Linked DNA regions of Gossypium hirsutum: region 2 is linked to region 1. A link is a contact called in public Hi-C data. All regions are on one chromosome and are shown on one strand. Each heading gives the region's core, a stretch centred on a gene start, on an enhancer-like site or on the middle of the called end of the contact. The rest is flanking DNA. Distances are from core to core; before and after follow the strand shown.

Evidence for each region. A called contact is a pair of places that touch in the nucleus more often than the background predicts.
Region 2: a contact with region 1 is called in a Hi-C map of leaf, with 1.8 times the contacts expected there. The contact joins the promoter of LOC107920256 here to the promoter of LOC107920725 in region 1. A contact is called at or near these places in 2 of 34 Hi-C or Micro-C datasets (hypocotyl and leaf).

The regions. Positions count from the first base shown.
Region 1 is chrD13:41,475,811-41,479,466 of Gossypium_hirsutum_v2.1, forward strand. It overlaps LOC107920725, which reads right to left and starts at 1,835. Exons shown (of 3, transcript XM_016850560.2): 1 at 204-1,835. The coding sequence starts at 1,793.
Region 2 is chrD13:42,150,279-42,153,934 of Gossypium_hirsutum_v2.1, forward strand. LOC107920256 (ribosomal RNA-processing protein 7 homolog A) reads right to left here and starts at 1,627. Exons shown (of 6, transcript XM_016849866.2): 1 at 1,417-1,627; 2 at 1,170-1,307; 3 at 523-648; 4 at 67-164. The coding sequence starts at 1,480. It overlaps LOC107920255 (suppressor of mec-8 and unc-52 protein homolog 1), which reads left to right and starts at 1,733. Exons shown (of 16, transcript XM_016849865.2): 1 at 1,733-1,874; 2 at 2,008-2,218. The coding sequence starts at 1,849.

The DNA.
Region 1 (3,656 bases), core at 585-3,084:
AACGGCTCTTCCTCCACCTCTATTATTCATATTCAACAACCAGTATTTATGTTTGTAAACTTCATGCATTGATGAACAAAGGATATCGATATATTGTTAATAAATCTGTTTCTATTTACCGAATCAAGCTCTTCCTAAGCAATTTGTTTTGGCAGTGTATATAAACCACAAAGAAAATGAAAAAGAAGAGAAATGGCACACACCTGATGGCATGAAAGGCGCTTGGCAAGCTCTCGACAGTCACTACTTGCCAGTTCATACAAAGGTAGATCATCAGGGCATCCCTCTGGTTTCTCCCACTTAAACTCAGATCTGGTAGCCATCTTAAGCTCCTCTAAATGATCCTCATTTCTTACCAAGAAATACAATCCCTTGGGCAAACCTATCACTCTATGAACAAATATAGCAGCATGAACCTCCGCATCCCAAGAGAGAGCCCGAAATGGCAATGTTGATTGTCTTCTATGCTTCTCCCCCTTCCCTGATGGAAGGCAGTGCAACAAAATCTGATAAAATGTTTGCCTATCCATTACGGTTACTCCATCCATATCAACTGCACTCCTCCTTTTCCTAACAACTTCCCTAATTGTAAAACCTTTGTAAGAGTTTTCACTACAGATCCCACTGCTTTTAAATTGATCAACTAGAAATTCACCCTTTTGAATCGTCAATGGCTTTTTAACTGCCTCGGCTGTCCTATAAATTATGTCCCAACAAATATGTTCCTTGCTAAGCGAATTTGACTTCCCTTTCCACTCCAAATTCGTAAACTCATTTACTACAGAACTCAATTCCTTATAGTTCACATCGAATGGATTACTCCCGTTAGGAAAAACAAGAATCAAACAATCTGGGTGCTCAAATTCAATCTCAGGAAACTTGCCTTTGATTGGTCTTGATGGTATTTTAAAGTCCGGGAAAAACTGAAGCCCCATTAGCTTCTCCAAATCCTTGTATCCAAACCCATCTAGAAGCTTGACATCCCAGCCAAGCGTTGCGGCAGCCATTGCAATAGCTCCAATTGCATGACCCACATCGTGATTGCAGTAACGAAACGCACGTTCTCCGTATTTCCATGCTTCTCGCCAGAAAATAGAAGAAATTCCAATGAGAAATGAATTATCAGGAAAGAAGTTGGGGAAAAACCCAGATGGGATTGTGGCACGAAGCTCGAGAGAGTGTTCTTTGGGAGCATAATGGGCTACAAAAGGAGAATCAGAGATTGATTGAATAGGAGGGGCAATAAGGTAAGCCTCGGTGGGATGCAAATTGCCGCTGCTGGGGTTAACCCGAAGGGACCAAGTGGAAAACCCGGTGGTTTTCCAAGCTGAAAGAGCCAAAGAATCGAAAAAGAGTTGGGAGATAGTGGAATGGGAGATGGGTTTAGGAGGAGGAAGAGAATGGAAGAGAGAAGAATACAAAGGAGCATCATCTGTCACCGCAACTATTGGTCTGTCAGTGGGAAAATGGAGGAGAGGAAGCAGAGGAGCAGAGATGTAACGACGGAAAGGGTTAGGTTGATTGGCCCAGTCAAGGCCACGCGGTCCTCTGGCATAGTTGGCGAAACCATGCTTCGTTTGATGATGGTATGTGAGGGCTTGAGCTACCTTTTCTTGCAGCTCTTCTTCTTCTTCTTCTTGTTTTCTAACGGAGTTGTCTACAGATGACGCTGAAGGGGAAGAAGAAGAGAAAGAGGCGATTGGGATCATTGTCTTGTTGGTTGAAGGAAGACGGTGGAAACGTGGAGAGTTGAGCGGCAAAGGAAGTCTTGAAGGAAGGAATTTTGACGCCATAACTAACAGATTTTGTAATAATAGTAGTAGAAACAAGAAAAATCCAGATTTTGTAGCAATGCCTCCCTCCATAATAAAAGGAAATAAGCCCAATGGAATTATGGGCTAAGGGATTGGCTTTGAGAAGGCATCCCAATTCATCCATCTCACCCAGCAAAACCAAAATCACGTAATCTTTCTTTTTGGGTAAGCTACATTAGTGATCAACAAAATATGTAAAATCTTTTATTTTAATCACTCAACCACAAAAAAATTACAATTTCATCCTTAACTATTTTGATCACTCTAAGCCTTCTTTAATGCTTCTAGATAGACTTTTGGAATAAAAAGTACTTTTCCTTAAAACTATTAAAAAACAAACATTATTTCAGAAAAATTTTTAACTAAAAAAAGTATTTTTTGACAAATGGAGAAGTTGAAAATTTTAACTTTTTCTTCAGCCAAAAGTACTTTTGGCTTCTATTTACATTTTTAACCTTTGTCTTCTCCTAAAATTTTTAGTATTTATATTTGGTATATAAATATTATCCCTTTTTAAAACTTTAATCCAAATATATGTAATATTTTAATTTGTTAGGTTTATGTTTTCTATATTATGTTAATATCTAATATGAGTTATATATTCAAATACATCTTAAAATAAAATAATACAAATGTGTTAAAAGTATTAATTAAAAATAAAAAATAATTTTTAAAATAATACAATTGTGTCAATATCTAATTACAAATATTTAATTATTATATTTAAATATTTAAATATATTTTATATATTCTAATTAAATTTAATAAATAATTAATATTAATTACTTAGAAATATTTAAAATTAATATTATATATTAAAATATTAACAATAAGTTATAATAAATTATTTTTTATATTTTTACTAAAATATCATAACATTAACTAATTTGAACATTATTTAAATACGTATTTGTTACTTTATAATATTATGTCTAAAATAGACATTTTATTTCTCAAAAGCACTTTTTGACAGTAATACCAAACACTCAAATTTTTCAAAAGCACTTTTCCACGGCACTTTTCAAAAATACTTTTCAAAAGTAATGAAGAACTGGCCCTAAATGTTTCTGATGTTTTACTCCATGCGGGTTAGAGGGGAATTAGGAGATTCACTTATTTTGTGAGTAAACAAATGTAGCAAACTTTGCGCTTTTTTTTTCCTTTTGGGTTAGTAAATGTTTTTTACTTCTCCCAAAAAAAACATTTTACCTAATTGTTAACTAATTAATAGTTTTTTTATTGGTATAATAATAAAATTAATCCTCAATAGTTATATTTTACATCAATTTAACTCTAATTTTATTTAAAAATTATAAAAAGATAAATTTCTTTTTATGAATTGGCTTAATTGAATAAGAGGTATCTAAATTATTGGATCTTGTGCCCTAAGTGTAATATTTTCGTCTATGTACACTTGTAATTTTTTTCGAACAGATTGGTTAATAAAATTATTCATGAATATCTTTTGTATAATGTTCACATATGATTTTTGCATGTAAAGCAAAATAGAAGCAAATATTAGCTTACAGGTTGTCTAATGTTTAACTAATACTAAGCGGTAGTGCGTGGTCGGATTGCAATGCAAAAACACAACTTATATTAGTAGATGAACCTAAACATGTCCTTAGTCTAATCGAAAATGAGCAAATTTATAGAAAGAATAGTATGTCGTCTATCAAGTTCAATTGGGGAGATGCCTTGTGTTGAGCATCGAAGTGGATGACTCCTAAAAAATAGGCACATAAATGTGATTGACCGGACTGACATTACATCGGGCTAGACCAAGAAGAATAAACCCTAAATCCGTTTATGGATTTATTCACTTGTGACGTTCAAAGTGTG
Region 2 (3,656 bases), core at 377-2,876, 670 kb after region 1:
TAACGTGAACTCCTTAACAAAACCAGTGGTCTTATGATTCGATACGGGTGCCAAGAAGAAAAATACCTGATCAAGTTTTGCCTCGTGCTCAAATATAAACTCGTCAATCGTTTGTTGCAGTACCTTCAAGCCAGGCCTACTTCGGTGGTAGTCTGTAAGCCATTCTGCAGTTTAAGAAAACTTGTCCATCAACTGTCTATAGAATGAAAAACTTGTCTATCAACCAACAACCTTAAAATAAACAATAAAACTAAAACCCAGATAAGAAAAGGCATGCTAACTCATATTAAAAAAAAAAAAAAAGAAACTGATTTTAGCTACAAGTTCGACAATTTCTATACCAAGTACTGTGATGCAAATCCTAAACAAAAAAGGAAATAAAGACTTAAACTAATAAGTTTTAGAGCAAAATTAAAAATATATATGCCTCAATGTGATGGAAAACAATATTGCTGCAGAAGTTTCTCTCTACTATAATACCAAAAGCTTAAAATATTTAAAGGAAAGTCACCAGTTTCATACTTTTCATGCCTTTTGAGCAGTCGTCATCTCCCGAAGGTATTTCATAAACTTCATCCTGATTAGCTCCTTTACTCGTTTCCAACAATTGCCCCTTTGATTTCTTTTTTCTGTCTTTTCTAAATTTTTCTACAAGAAAAAAACCCGAAAATGACTATATAACATCAAAGCGCAATTCAAATAATAAAGTTGATGAAATTCTAAATAAACCAAACAAAACCCATCACTCATTTACAACTTTTTAGTCTTGCTTTCAGAATGTATCAAACCATGGAGTCTGCAATTGCAATGTCAGAGTTGATGAAATTTTAAAAAAACCAAACAAAACCAACCACTTATTTACTACATTTAATCTTCCATTCAGTATGTATCAACCATGGAATCAGCAAATGCAATATTATAGTTCACGAAATTTTAAATAAACCAAGCAAACCCATCACTTATTCACAACTTTTAGTCTTTCTTTCAGAATGTATCGGCCATGTAGTCTGCAATGTTAGAGTTGACGAAATTATAAACAAACAAACAAAAAACCCATAAATTATTTACAAGTGGCAACTTTTAATCTTGCTTTAAGAAGTATCAGCCATGGAGTCTTTGATCTTCCTCTCACCATTTAAATATATATTTTTTTAAAAATAAAGTCTCACCTTGAAGATGAACTTCAGTCCCGTCAACAGGCTTATCAAAAATTCCAACGCTAGCATTGATTTTCTCTTTGCTTTTTCTTATCTTCTTGCTTAATTTATCCTTTTTCTTCCCTTGTTTTGTTGCAACTAAATTCTCCGCTGAAACCAACGGCACACAAAGCAAACCCATTGCAACAGAGTTAATTGCATATATGCAAATATCATTTGAAGACAAATCAGTAGAAAAAAAAGTTCCATTGATATTTACTCATTTGAGCAGCTTCGGAAACACAAACAGCATTAGCCTTGTCTTTACTGGTCTTCTTCTTCATGGTGCTTCTTCAAATAATCAACTCTATTCCGAGCTTAAAAATTGCTACTGCAATGGTGAAAGAAGATAAAAGAGAGTAGAAAAACGGGATAGAGCTTAAAATAGCTGCGACAATGGTGAAGAAGATAAAAGAGAAAAGGGTATCTTTCTAATTCTCTATTAGGGCAATAAGCTAAGAGTTGGGCTTTTTATTTGGGTTTAGATAGTTCAAAACTATAAACTTGGACCTAAATATATTAAACCCGAAAGCCTCAGACAGTTTAACCCTAAGTCTGCAAGCCACGGGTCCAAATTATTACAAATATGTGAATAAAGCAGGGAGTTCAAACTTCATCAAATTGTTTCAATCCTTTCCCTCGGGCTCCCACCATGACTCTAGAAATCGAAGCTCGAGAGTACGTTTCCATTCTATGCTTTTGCTGTTTTCTTGTTTTCTGGTTCTGGGTAATGCTCAAGATGCTGACATCAATTTCTAACTTCTGTTTTGTTTTGGTTATTACATTTTTTTTTCTTCTTCTTTTGGGTCAGCGTTATTAAGATTGTGCTCCAATTTTGCAAAGAAAATTCCTTGCATCAAACGTTTCAAACGTTACAGAACGAGTGTCAGGTTTCTCTGAATACTGTAGATAGCATCGAGACGTTTGTTGCTGATATTAACAGTGGAAGATGGGATGCCATTTTGCCTCAAGTGGCTCAACTGAAGCTCCCAAGGAATAAACTGGAGGACTTATATGAGCAGGTTTGGACTCTTATCTTCCATTACTCTGGAAACTAGTTTTTCATACACATTGCTTTATATGAATGAAATTTAGGGTGATTTTTGATGTTTCTTTCGCTAGATGCTTTTTACTTCCTCCAAATAATGAGAAAAAAATGTCGGTGTTTCACTTTTTTAAAATATAATTGCATGATTTTGTTTTCTCTATAGAACAATTACGTTAGAATTGGATTGGTTGTTTTTCTTTGTAAGTTTTTTTCTTTTTCGTTTTTAGTTCTTGTCTACCCGTAATGCACCCAACCCTATCTAAATTAACTCACTGAATGAAGATATTACACCCCTAAGCTCTCTTATGCTCACAACCTTCAAGAGTCTTTCGGCTGTATGTATGGGATCTGAGTTACTACTTAGTTGCCTTTTTCCTGTATAAGTTACAACAACATTTAAGAACTCAAATGCAAGTTGTAAAGTAACAGTCTACCTGCCATCTATCAATTTTATTGCTTCATATAGTAGCTTCTTGGGATGTAAAATATAAGTAGTACTCAAGTGTAGTGTTGTCTAGGCATGCGCCTAGGCGTGCTTGCCCCTTATGGCTCAGCATTGGACAAGGAAAACACCTCATTCCCTTTCGGGCAAGGCCAATTTAATCGGGTGCACGCTTGGTGAGCCTAGGTGCGCTTTCTTGTAAGGAAATAGGCATACAACAGAAAAAGCCCATCTCATTGAAGTTCTCTTTAATTTTTTTTCCACTTTTTTTATTAGATATACCTTTACTAGGAAGAAAGGGATGGTATTGAACTCTATACTTCTAAGTATTCGAGCATTCAAAAACAGACATGGACATAAGAAAATCATGTCTATTGACCAATAAAAATAAGGGTTGTGCATGGAGCAAAATAAGGGTTCAAGTGCCTAGAGTGCACCTTGCACCCTTGACAACACTGCTAAAGTGGAAAAAGCAATGGTCTAGTGCAGCTATAATTATGGTGTTGAAGTTATAGTGTTGTGTGGTTGAGGTATTTGAATGGTTACTGATAATCATTATGATTAGAAGGAGTTTGTGATGCTTTAAGCCTGCAATGCATTTTGATTAGGGAGGGTATTGCTTACTAAGACTAAGAACTCATCTCAGGGTGTACAAACTTCCAAAGAAGGCTTATGTTCATCATGGTTATATGTGTATTCTTTTTCTTTTACCTAAGATTGAAGTTTGTATCTTAGTTCAGTGGAAAAAGGAATCTTGAGCTGCGGTTGCGCTTTGTGGGGATTCCTTGTGAGTGTGACATTATCTTAACTGACATGATGATCACTGCCTTTTTCTTTTGTTTGAATTTGATGTTTCAAGTAGAGTTTGTCTATCCTCTTGTCAGGTCTCTAAGTCGAAAGTTAATGGTCTATGGCAATTTACTTTCTTCTATAGTTTAGATGATTTTCATAGTTTAATCAGTTATGGAGT